Regions from separate parts of the Zea mays genome. Here region 1 is linked to region 2. Evidence: chromatin contacts called from public Hi-C data. All regions are on one chromosome and are shown on one strand. Each heading gives the region's core, a stretch centred on a gene start, on an enhancer-like site or on the middle of the called end of the contact. The rest is flanking DNA. Distances are from core to core; before and after follow the strand shown. Region 1 holds the start of LOC100191936 (SWI/SNF, matrix-associated, actin-dependent regulator of chromatin subfamily B member 1). Region 2 holds the start of LOC100383425 (Peroxisomal nicotinamide adenine dinucleotide carrier).

Region 1 (6,647 bases), core at 3,777-6,276, 150 kb after region 2:
TTATTGTTGATGATTTTCCCGCTTCACTTGGGTATTCTTTTTGCAGGATAAATCAGAAACCCAAGGTACTCTAAAGCGCTTCCTAAGGAGAGCTCAAAATGAGTTTTTAGTTCAAGGTTGAAGAAGATCAGGAGCGACAATGGATCTGAATTTAAGAATCTTCAAGTAGAAGAGTTTCTTGAAGAAGAAGGCATCAAGCATGAATTCTTCACTCCCTACACACTATAGCAAAATGGTGTAGTAGATAGAAAGAACATGACGCTCATTGACAAGGCGAGGACAATGCTTGGGGAATACAAAACGCCTGAGCGGTTTTGGTCGGAAGCTGTAAATACAACGTGTCACGCCATAAATCGGCTCTATCTTCATTGCCTTCTCAAGAAGACATCTTACGAGCTCCTAACTGGTAACAAACCCAATGTTTCATACTTTCGTGTATTTGGGAGCAATTGCTACATCTTGGTGAAGGTAGACATTCAAATTTTGCTCCCAAAGCTGCAGAAGGGTTTTTACTAGGTTACGATTCAAATACAAAGGCATATAGGGTCTTCAACAAATCACCGTGTTTAGTTCAAGTCTCTAGTGATGTTATATTTGATGAGACTAATGGATCTCCAAGAGAACAAGTTGATCTTGATGATGTAGATAAGGATGAAATTCCAACAGCCGCAATGCAAACTTTGGGAATAGGTGATGTGCGACCACAGGAACAACAAAATCAAGATCAACCATCTTCCTCAACACTGATGCATCCCCCAACTCAAGATGAGGAACATGTACCTCAAGATGCAGGCATGAATCAAGGGGGGCACATGAAGAAAAGGATATAGAGGAAGAAGCACAACAAGCACCTCCAACTCAAGTCCGGGCCACTATCCAAAGGAATCATCCAATGGATTAGATTCTAGGTGACATCAGCAAGGGAGTAACCACTCGTTCACGTTTAGCTAATTTTTGTGAACATTACTCTTTTGTTTCTTTTATTGAGCCTTTCACGGTAGAAGAAGCCTTGCAAGATCTAGACTGGGTGTTGGCCATGCAGGAAGAGCTCAATAACTTCAAAAGAAATGAAGTGTGGAGCCTGGTGCCATGTCCAAAGCAAAATGTTGTGGGAACCAAGTGGGTGTTTTGCAACAAGCAAGATGAGCATGGAGTGGTGACAGGGAACAAAGCTCGACTTGTGACAAAATGTTATGCTCAAGTCGCAGGTTTGGATTTTGAGGAGACTTTTGCTCCTATAGCTAGGCCCAAGTCAATATGCATATTATTCTCCTTTGCTGCTCACCACTCGTTTAAGTTGTTTCATATGGACGTGAAGAGTGCCTTCCTCAACGGACCAATCAAGGATGACGTATACGTGGAACAACCCCCTACCTTCGAGAATGACAGGTATCCCGACCATGTCTACAAGCTTTCTAAGGTGCTCTATGGACTTAAGCAAGCTCCAAGAGCATGGTTTGAATGCATTAAAGATTTTCATTTTTCTAATGCTTTCAAGGTCGGGAAAGCTGATCCTACTCTTTTTTACTAAGACTTATAATGGTGATTTGTTTGTATGCCAAATATATGTCGATGACATAGTATTTGGTTCTACTAATCAAAAGTCTTGTGAGGAGTTTAGCGGGGTAATGATGCAAAAATTCGAAATGTCTATGATGGGCGAGTTGAACTACTTCCTTAGATTCTAAGTAAAGCAACTCAAGAAAGGAACCTTCATCTCCCAAATGAAGTACACTCAAGACTTACTCAAGAGGTTTGGGATGAAGGATGCAAAGCCCGCTAAGACGTCGATGGGAATGGACGGACACTTGGACCTCGACAAAGGAGGTAAGTCCGTTGATCAAAAGGCATACTGGTCTATGATAGGTTCTTTACTTTATCTTTGTGCTAGTAGACCAGACATAATGCTTAGTGTATGCATGTGTGCTAGATTTCAATCCGACCCAAGGAATGTCATCTTGTGGCCATGAAGCAAATTCTTAGATATTTACTCTCTACACCTTGCTTTGGGATCTGGTATCCAAAGGGGTCTACCTTTGACTTAATTGGATATTTAAATTCCAACTATGCCAGGTGCAAGGTTGATAGGAATAGCACATCAGGGACTTGTCAGTTTTTGGGGAGGTCCCTGGTGTCCTGGAGCTCTAAGAAATAAACATATGTTTCCCTATCCACCGCTCAAGCCGAGTATGTTGCCGTAGGACAGTGTTGCGCGCAACTACTTTGGATGAGGCAAACCCTCCGGGACTTTGGCTACAATCTGAGCAAAATCCCACTCCTATGTAATAATGAGAGTGCAATCCGTTTGGCGGATAATCCTATTGAACATAGCCGCACTAAGCACATAGACATCCGGCATCACTTTCTAAGAGGCCACCAGCAAAGGGGAGATATCGATGTTTGCCACATTAGCACCGAGAACCAGCTAGCCGATATCTTCACCAAGCCTTTAGATGAGAAAAAGGTTTTGCAGGTTGCGTAGTGAGCTAAATGTCTTAGATTCGTGGAACTTAGATTGATCTATAGCATACATGTGTTTTATGCCTTTGATCATGTTCTTTTAAACATTTCTGTCTTTACTTATTTTGGTGCTCAAGTTGTACATGTCATCCTTGGACCTCACAAGTCCTTATACAAATGATGCACATGTTTAGGGTGAGGATGTACTACAACTTGCCCCTTTGAGACTAATATGCTTTCTTGAGTGATTTTGATATAGTCTCAAAGATGGATTGAAAGGGAAAAGTGGACTTGGACAAAGAAGAGGCTTCCACTGCATTCTGGTATTAATGTATCTTCGTCCAAGACACTATCCGTGTTTTTCTCATTGACATTGATTTTAATTGAAATTTTTGTGAGGCAATGGGGTTAAACATGCCAAATAGTTCTTCTATTTTGGTGCTTAATGCCAAAGGGGGAGAAATTAAGGCCGAAGCAAATGAATCAGCTATCACTTGTGATTTTTTCAAAAGTTTTAGTGTAAGAATACTTTATTGCAAAAAATTGCTCTATTATAGGAGAGAAATTTGATTATGGGAAAAGGGGGGAGTTTTTGGTGTTTGATCAAAACTAGTCTTTAAAGAGATTTTGATTTGCCAAAACAAGTGTTTTTTACGCAGTGATAGAAAAATGAATTTGTTTTGCAAAAACAAACCAAGTGGTGGCAAAAATGATCCAAATATACCAAATCATGTGATAACTAGATTGGTCTTCAATTTGACATCAATTTGCTCTTCTTAGCTCTTTTGGATATGTTAGTTCAATTTGAGTTGCTTTTTGATGTGTTGGCATAAATCACAAAAGGGGGAGATTGAAAGGGAAATGTGCCCTTGGGCCATTTCTATATTGTTTTGGTGATTAGATGTACAACACATTATGTTTGAACTAACATGACGTTGAGCAAAGGTATATGAAGCAATTGAGCTCGCAAGAGGACTTAGTGCAAATCTATATGGATCAAGCAAAAAGGTATGCTCTGAACACTTAGTCAATTGATTTGTGTGCTAATCATGTTTGTCTAAGTGATAGAGAATTAGTAAAGTCAATTCCAAAGGAGCAAAAGAAAGCAAAGGAAGATTAAGAGAAAGCGTACGGGACTGCAGAGCTCTGGACGGTCCGGTGCCACCCACCGGACAGTCTGGTGCACGGCCCAGCCAACGGCCTGCTCTCGGGTTTTTCTGGCTGCGTCGGCTATAATTCACCGGACGGTCCGTGCGAGGCGTCAGGCAGTCTGGTGATCTAGCAGCCAACGGCTAGTGGCCACGTCGGCCCCGGGCCAACTGTCAAGTGGCGCACCGGACTGTCTGGTGCCCCACACCAGACGGCCCGATGCCCCCAGAACAAGAAAGCAGTCAATCAGGGGATTCTCTTCCCGTGCCTAGACCGCATACTGTTCACTGTCCGGTGTGTACCGGACAGTCCGGTGCACCCGCGGACAGAAGGCAATCAGGGCCTTCCAAATGGAGCTCCAACGGCTCCTAGCTTCCTTGGGGCTATAAAAGGGACCCTAGGCGCATGAAGCAAAAAATCAAGATGTCATTGAACATTCTACAACGCCAAGACTTCGCAAACACGCATTTGGTTCATTCTGATAGAGATTCGGGCACTTCTTTGAGCTGTAACTCCGTTGTGCTGTTTCGTGTCTCTTGTGCCATTTACTTCATTGCAATTTTTATCTCTTTCTCGTTCCAATTCTTCACTTGTGATATTGCTCTAAGTCTAAATTATATCTTAAAAGAGCAATAAAGTGAAAGAAACTTCTCTCTTCTTTCTACTCCCAAACTTGGTTTTAATTCTCTCTAACTCACATTTTAGACCAAGTTTGTGTGGTTTGAGTTAAGTTTTATAGGATCACCTATTCACGCTCTCTGGGTGCTATCAATTTTGCAAAGTTTAAACTAGTGAATTATATAGTGGTATAGATTCATTTTTGTTTAGTGTTGTGATTGATACGATATCTAAGCTTATGTGTGCATGTAATGGTTTCATAGATGTCGTCCGTGCTAGATGCTTACTATGTTTGATGTCGACGTTGGCCTTACGAAGACTTTTAAAAAGCGTTGGCGTAACACAGACAATATCGAGACACCGATCCTAACTATAACTTTAGCGGCGATGACTACCTCAGAGAAGACAAACGAATGGTGATATAAACTAGTCAATAGAAACCATACGTGCGAGGAGAGAGAAATGATAGGAACGCGGGTGATTTATAACAAGATTAATTTTGTCCCAGGGGATATAAATTTTATTCAGGACTAGTTTGGGAACCCCATCTTTCCAAGGGTTTTCCATTTTTCCAAGGAAAATTAGTTCATTTTCCCTTGGTAAAATAGAAATCCCTTGGGAAAATGAAGTTTCCAAACTAGCCCTCAGAGGAAAAGCAATAACTATATGTATTTCGCGCGTGACGTAGGACGACACGTAACAAGTCGAAACTTAGGTTTGAAAGGAGAGCCCATACAAAGACGACTTGTTGTTCGGCCCGACTTAATTAGTTAGGCCCATAAGCGTGCCCGTTCTTTTTCGCGTTTCACGGCGGCGCGGACAGAGAGCCATCGGCGGCGCACCGACCGCCGGCGAAGGGTACAGAGATGAAGACGGTTAGCCTCGGCGCCTCTAGGCCTTCCACTGTCAACTTCCGCATGTACGCCCTCTTCCTCCCTCCCTCCTAGTCCTCTTCCATTAGAGAGACGCCTTGGATCGATTGCTTGGGAGAAAGAGGGCGCGGGTGGCTGATTCGTTCCCTTCTGCCTCCTCCGTGCTGCAGGCCGACGAGGGACAACCTCGTGCCTATACGCGTCGACGTCGAGGTGGACGGCCAGCGCTACAGGGACGCCTTCACCTGGAACCCGCGAGGTATCCCTCTTCCGCTTCTCGCTTCATTCATCTCCTCTTAGCGTCGTGCTGTCGCTCGCTGGTTGGATTGACTCGCTTGTCCCCTGCACCTGGCCGGCAGATCCCGACTCGGAGATAATCAGCTTCGCTAAGCGGACGGCCAAGGACCTCAAGCTGCCGGCCAATTTCGTCCCCCAGATGCTCCAGTCCATCCAGGTGCCTCTCTTTTCTCTTGCTTACCTGCCCCTCCTGTCCCATCTCGCCATGTGTTCTATACTGCTAATGGTCAATCGACTATTGTTTTTTCGCGTAGGGGCAACTTGCGGAGTTCCGTTCCTACGAGGGGCAGGAGATGCAAATCAAAGAGAAGATTGTGCCTCTGAAGGTTTGTTGTACTGTTCTGTTGCTCATCTGCAGACAGTTTCTGCGCCTGTTGTATTTTTATCCTCATATGAATGTGGAGCATACACTGTCAAGTGACAGCTTATATATATGGTGAATCTGCAGATTGACCTCCGAGTGAACAACACTGTAATTAGGGACCAATTCTTATGGGTATGTACATGTATCGTTGTGATTTTTGGGAGTCCTCATGTCCTGATAATTGCTTTAACTCCCATCTACTCTACTCTACTCTTGCCTCTTGGTGGTCAGGATATCGGCAACCTTGATAGTGACCCTGAAGAATTTGCGAGGACACTGTGTGATGATTTGAATATTACAGACCCTGAAGTTGGGGTATGTCCTAAATAATAAAGCTCTGAGTGATCAGTGCAATGAACTGTTAATTCAACTAAAGCAGCAGCTTTTATGTTGATGGTTTTCCATGTCAGCTAGCCTCTATTTACACTTTGCAATTCTCCCAAGTTGCTATACAGGAACATGATGGATTACCAGATGAAAGTTTTTCCATATTTTCTCTGAACTTGCATTTAACTTTATGTACTTGCAAGTCTTGTAAAATGCTACTATTGTTATTGTCCTTTATAATCTTTATGATTTTCTGTGGCTGCAGAATTTGATGGGTTTAGTCATGAATTTGCTGTTATATGAATATTTCCTGCACTGCAGTTCTTTTTTTGGAAAAACGTACAGATTAATTATACAAAGTTGTTCTATGCTGACAAAGTCTTTTTGTTTGATGTGCAGCCTGCAATAGCTGTTTCCATCCGTGAGCAGCTTTATGAGGTTAGATATACTTTTCTTTCCTGATTCTAGTTCACAATATCAATAAATCAATTTGATGTTCTTTAGAGGCAGAACTTATGAAGTTTGTATATGGTTCCTTCAGATTTTTTTTTTCTATAAGG
Region 2 (6,480 bases), core at 2,268-4,767:
TATATTAATAGGCTGAGTAGACTGGGCCAGGCCCAATACAGAGGGGTGAGATGGTCATTACACGAGGAAGACCCCAAACCCTAAACGGGTATTCTAACAATACCCCTGAAATGAATAGAAAGCCTAGCAATATCCTTCCACCAAAAGGACCCCTTATTCGGATGAAAGTGGGGAACTCTTCCCGAGCTGTAGTGGGTTTTCCAGATTAAGTCTACCCAAGGGATATCAGCTCGGCCATAGAACTTGTGCAGATGCTTCGTGAGCAGCACTTGATTTTGCATTTTGAGATTAATAACCCCAAGGCCACCCTTGTCGTTGGGGGCAATGATCTTATCCCAAGAGATTAGAGGTTTGCGAACACCATAAAAAATGAAATCTCTAGGTGCACAAGCACAATAAATAGCTAAGGTGATCAACGAACCGAAACAATCAAACTTTCATAAGGTCAGGTGTGTGCATTATTTCATAAAGACAAGAATATTGCAGGGCCTAAATCTGAAAACTATGTACCTCCATAGCTGTGAGGTGCCTTTTTGGTAGCTGCTTTCCAGAACGCTTTGACTGCAGACGCTTTGCCAATGTTTCATAGATCATGAACTGAATCGATGGATTACATACCTGCCATTTTAAATATTTCAATAGGTTTGGACTTACATACCTAACCCATAACGTTGGTTATATATTTCAGAAGCAAATAACTAACCATGATTAATGTTGGAATAAGCCCTTTCCAAAATCCTCTTACACCAGACTCATGGTAAACCTCCTGGATCTGTCTAAGACCAATACACATTAATAAAATAAATGTCTGGTTACTTTAAATTGTGAAGTAAAAGCAAATTTGAAGAACTCGCAACTTCAGATACTAGCTATAAACCAATAAGAAAGTGAATTGAAATATTACCTGTTTCAGAATTTTTTTTTGTATTTTTATAGCCTAATTACTAAAATGTGTTTATTTACTATTTCCGAACTATGAAGTTTAAGGAAAACAAATAACACAGTGGCATCTAGCATTTTCATAATTCTTTCTTTTAGAAGATCTGTACCACTAAGCATTTCATTTCTTTACTGGCTAATTTTCGAAATAAAAAAAGTAAAAGTTTAGAATGACGGATTGCCTAGTTGAGAAAAGAGAGCTAACCGCTTGAAGAGTACCATATGGACGAGCTTTTTCTGACTCCAATTTAACCAGCCTATCCTTCAGAACTGCAACCTCCAACGAATTCGCCCTAGACATTTCTTTCAGTAAAAGCTCCCTCTTAGACTCCAATATTTTTCTTTTCGCTTGAGTATGTGTCTGAAAGATGGTCATTGATAATTACTAATTTGCTGCACTTTTATTATGAGTAGTATTGAAGCATATTGCATTATTGCAGTCAAATTTAGCCACTCTATAGTCAGTAGGATGGGTAAAAGCAGGCCACTTGGAGTTCAGCTAATATACAAACAAAATGACTTTAAATCAACATTTGCATATTGTGGCTGCAGGAAAATTGGACCCAAGTCATAGCGAATGTATTAGTTATAGTTCATAGTCAAGTCAATCAACAACAACAACAACAAAGCCTTTTAGTCCCAAGCAAGTTGGGGTAGGCTAGACTATTTCATAGTCAAGTACTCAAGTCAATAATAAACTTTAAAAAACATAGGAACTAGGAGGTGTGAAAATGCTTTGGGAAGAACAAAACAAATAACCATTTAGTCATAACACATAAGCACTGCAGTTTAAGGATTGGAGCCTCATAGAAAAATGAACTAAAGTATATTAACATGTTAACAATATTGTAAGGTCACCTTATCAAGGCTCAGTAATAAATGTACAGCATAAAAAGCTTTACTAATATTCCTATGGCTGCCTAATAGAGAAGACCATTTCAGTTCCCTGATTTTTCCTCACCCATACAAGTTTCCAATATACGAAGATTTTAAGACAATGGAATGTAAGATCTTTTGCCTGGACGCTCATACAATTTCATATCTAAACAATAGATAGGCTCATCACAAGGGATATCAGAAGCAACAAAATCACAACATTGTATGAGTACAATGGAGTGGGATACAACAGTATCACTAATATAGGCTTTCCCTGACTGGGTCAGTGGCAGCAATTTTTCAGACAGAAGAACTCAACACCTTGTATGTAGATTCTCTTCTTTAATGAACTCTACTGGTTATCTTCTTGAAGAAAAAATAACCTAGTTTAATTTACCTGCATACGTGTCACAAGAACCCATATTGGATTGGTTAGAAGAACATTGATTGACCTACAACAAAAGAAAATGACCATGAACATGCCGAACCATCAAGATTATTAACTCAAACTAAAACCATGTGGTACACAATATTGAAAACTATGCTTTTCTGGTGTCCAACTTAGAAAATCATATAAATTCAGCACAGCTACCATAAAAGTACACTAAATCCACCCGTCCGCTTTAATTTGTTCCAACAATTAAATAAAAAAAGTGCATGAGTAGTAGTAGTAGGTAGGTAGGTTACCCAGCAACAGCTGCAATACCAAGCCAAGAAAGCATCCCGACAGTACCATCCCCAAGGCCCTTCTTGCTACGAGCAACCGCTATATCTTCCACCTTGTTCTTGAGGATCTGGTAGAAGTAGTAATAGATTCCCTGGAACCACGAAATGGAATGTAACTCAAAGTTCACAAGTACCATTTACTGGGTATCCACATTCTGCCATCCATACATATTGCAGCTCCTTTGTTATCAAAAACCAGTTAAAGTAGAAGTAGAATTTAACCTGCGACGCGGCAGTGCCGATGAGAGAGGGCTTGAGGCCGCTGTACAACCCACTCCATCCTTCGGTTTGAATCAGCTGCAGTCACTAGATTACAAACTTGATTAGGGAGGACATCTGGCGCACCACGGTACCTGAAGCCCGCGATGAATCACCTGGAGCATCTGGTACATGGTGGAGGCTGGGGTGGCGCTGGCGCCGCTCCTGGCCTTCCTCTTCTTCGTTGACCTCTCCGTCTGCTGCCGGGTGTTCACCTGGGAGAGAGAGAGGGGGGGGGGGGATTGTTTCCCAAATTAGAAGAGGATATAACGGTAAGGTTTGTAGAGGGCTAGAAGCAACAAGAGAAAAGAACAGTGTGGTACGGTTTGGAGAGGGTAGGTGATGATCTGCGCGATGATGCCGCCGCCGGCGCCGGACAGCCCGTTCACCGCCGCGCTCGACATGATCGGATGATCCCCTACCTAGCAATCAGCAGGAGCCATCCCAAAATCAGCAGGAGTCAGTGGGCTGTCTGATATATAGCTAGGTTAGATTCCGAATGCATATATATAGCTTGGGGTGCTCGGTTCGATGCCGCACAAAAGCAGGAAGTGAAGGGAATGGACGGCGTACCTAGTGGATAATCGTCGCTGGTGAAGCGCAGATGAAGACCTCGCTCAGTCGGCGCCGTGGCCGCGGCGAGGAAACGAGATGTGGGTTACTGTCTACACTACACTTTGGATGGAGAGGGAGGAGGGAGAGACGGAGAGGATCAGAACTCAGGACTGAATGAGATAGCATGCGAATAAGACGACGTCAGTACGCCACCGGATGATGTGTGCCTATACATTTGGTCCTGGCATGACCGGCCGATCCGAAGCACAAAAAAAAACACGGTCTAGACACGGCACGATCTGAAATAATTTAGTGCCGGGCTAGGTTTGGGCCGAGGTCGCGGCCATGGGCGGGCACAAGCATAGTCCGTTTAAGGTAGGCACGAAATGGCTCATATAGAGGCACGAAAAGGTCATATATTTATTAAAACCACACTTTATTCCACACTTTAATATACTTGATAAAAAACATAAAGCTAGTGATAATGCTAGTTAGATGTTTTTTTAGCTTTGAATTAGAGTATGTGATGTAATTTTACTTTTGTTATGAACATTAGATAATGAACTGAACTTACGAACTTTGTATAGAGCTGATTATACTCTTTTTCCTTCTAACAAAATGATTTGTAAACGAGTTAGTTATTGCATAGCTCTGGTAACTTAATACAAATATTAAGTTTGCTTTTGGTCAAATTTATCTGTCTTATCTTTTATTTGTTTTATTAAATTTGTTTGGGATTTAGGGCTCTGATGTGAATTTCGGGCTTTAATAATTTCGAGCCGCCCGAAATAAGCCCGGCACGTTTAAGCAATTACGTGTCGGGCCGTCGACCGAGGGCTAGGCCCGTGGGCTGGCCTGGCACGGCCCGAAATTCAAACGGGTCGGCCGGACCGAAATTTAAACAATACGGGCTTTTTCGAGCTTGGGCCGGGCCGGGCCAGACGACCCGAATGTACACCTATGTGTGCCTATCCTTTCTCGGGGGTTTTCTGTCGGCGTTTCGGACCCGCGAGGACCGTCAACCGACCAGTAAATTTGTCGCTGCGTGTCCCTGCCCAGATGGGTTGATGCAAGATAGAACACAAGAGGGAAATGAGGCTTATGTTATCTTGCACCGGGATGCTCGTAGTAGGGTTACAAGCGTTGCGGGAGAGCGAGAGCGAGAGAGAGCGAGAAAGAGAGGGTTCGGCCTTGAGGCGAGCCGTCTGAGTCTGCCTCTGCTCGTCTGCGTCATGCGTCCGGGTGTTTTTTCTGTCCTCTCCCCCTCACGTCTCCCCTCCTCCTCTTCTTTCTCCCTTAGGAAGGCCATGGACATCCCCTTTTATAGACGCAAGGAGACGCCCAGCTGTACAATGGGGGTGTAGCTATGAGCTATCGTGGCTGGCGGGGAGGTGTCTTGAGCCATGTACATGTTCTAACGTGGCCGTTGGAGTGGTGCCTTGAGTCCTGTAGAAGCATAGCTGGTGGTGCGGCATGGATCCTGCTGACGTTTCCTTGCTTCCGTAGGGGGTTGAGAGCAAGAGCAACCAATGTCATGGGCGCACGCGGGGAACCATCATTACTTGTTACCGGAGTAACTTAGATGGGACACCGGTCTTATTCCTTCGTAGCCTGAAGCGGCTAGCTATGGGTAGGGTAATGATGTATCCCCTGTTGCGTAGTCGGCCCGAGGTCGAGGTCGGGCGAGGCGGAGACTTCTCCTGAGGCCGAGGTTGAGGTCGGGCGAGGATGTGACTCCTCCCGAGGCTGAGGCTGTGGCCGAGGCCCGAGGATGGACGAGACAGGGACCTTCCCCCGAGGCCAAGGCCTGGGGTCGGGCGAGGCGGAGCTCCCTGTCGTGCCCGAGGCTGAACTCGGGAGAGGTCACAGCTTGCTGTTGTCAGTCTTGCCCTGGTGGTTGGCACAGTAGCCGGAGCGGGGTGAATAGCGCCGTTTTCCTGTCAGAACGGTCAGTAAAGGGGCGAAGTGACTGCGGTCACTTCGACCTTGCCGACTGAGGCACGCGTGTCAGGATAAGGTGTCAAGCGATCCCCACATTAAATGCGCATGCGATACGTTCGGTTGGTAAGGCGATTTGGTCGAGGTTGCTGCACGACAAAGTCCGCCCGAGCTGGGCTTCGGGCGAGCCAAGGGTGCGCCCACTGCCTAAGGAGGCCCTCGGGCGAGGCGTGAATTCGTCCAGGACTACTGTTCCCGCCCGAGGATGGGCTCGGATGAGGTCACGTCCCTCGGTAGACGTGGCCTTGACTTGAATCGTGCCTTATCAGTCGTGTATGGTTTTGTTCTGAAGATGTTTTCCAGCCGAATTAAGGAGCATCGGGGGTACCCCTAATTACGATCCTCGACAGTATCCCCCGAGCCTCGAAGGGAGTGTAGGTACTCGCTTGGAGGTTCTGCCGGATTTTTTGCAAGGGGACCAGCCCTTCTTGGTTGTGCTTTGTTCCGGTGGGTACGCGTGAGCGCACCCGCCGGGTGTAGCCCCCGAGGCCTCGGAGGAGTGGTTTGACTCCTCTAAGGTCTTAATCCTTTTTGTGATGCCTCGGTCAGCCTTGTTGTTCCCTCATGCGGCCTGGCTGCAGCCCGGGTGCACGGTCAGGCTCCGAGTTTTCAAGCTGGTTTGTTGACGTGGTCAATAGTTTGGCCGTAGCCTGGCGCGAGAGCAGCCCCCGAGCCTCTTCACGGAGCGAGAGGACGATCAAGGACCGTCTCGACTTTTATTGTACGCCCCTTCGTCGCCTCTCCGCGAGGAGGAAGGGGGGAAAGCGTCATGTTACCCTCGGAGGGCACCGAACATGGTGTTTCCAGTGAGTTGCTAGCGGATGATCCGAGTGGACGCCCGAGCCCCGTTCGATAAGGGTCGGCTAGTGGCCCAGAGGCGCGCTCCAAAAGTACCTGCAGGTGATTTGCCGAACCCGGACCCATTCGATAGGGTCCGAGGGCTCGATGCCTCCCTCCGGTGGGATTCCATTACAAATCGTTCCCGCTGGTCTCGGAAATGTCCTAGGGTACCTCGGGAGCGTAGCCCGAGCCTCAGCCATGTAACGGACGTACCCAGGGTCATCCCTGACTCTACGTGCTCTGAGGCGGCTGTCGAACCCTTCCGAGGGGCCAGCCTTCGAACCCCTG

What was found. A called contact is a pair of places that touch in the nucleus more often than the background predicts.
Region 1: a contact with region 2 is called in a Hi-C map of tassel, with 4 times the contacts expected there. The contact joins the promoter of LOC100191936 here to the promoter of LOC100383425 in region 2. A contact is called at or near these places in 2 of 25 Hi-C or Micro-C datasets (ear and tassel).

What each region holds. Positions count from the first base shown.
Region 1 is chr8:132,879,246-132,885,892 of Zm-B73-REFERENCE-NAM-5.0, forward strand. LOC100191936 (SWI/SNF, matrix-associated, actin-dependent regulator of chromatin subfamily B member 1) reads left to right here and starts at 5,027. Exons shown (of 11, transcript NM_001137360.1): 1 at 5,027-5,146; 2 at 5,270-5,358; 3 at 5,459-5,553; 4 at 5,651-5,722; 5 at 5,845-5,892; 6 at 5,992-6,075; 7 at 6,487-6,525. The coding sequence starts at 5,094.
Region 2 is chr8:132,727,943-132,734,422 of Zm-B73-REFERENCE-NAM-5.0, forward strand. LOC100383425 (Peroxisomal nicotinamide adenine dinucleotide carrier) reads right to left here and starts at 3,518. Exons shown (of 12, transcript NM_001361636.1): 1 at 3,373-3,518; 2 at 3,123-3,221; 3 at 2,916-3,014; 4 at 2,764-2,838; 5 at 2,503-2,633; 6 at 2,213-2,267; 7 at 1,145-1,300; 8 at 704-772; 9 at 511-618. The coding sequence starts at 3,203.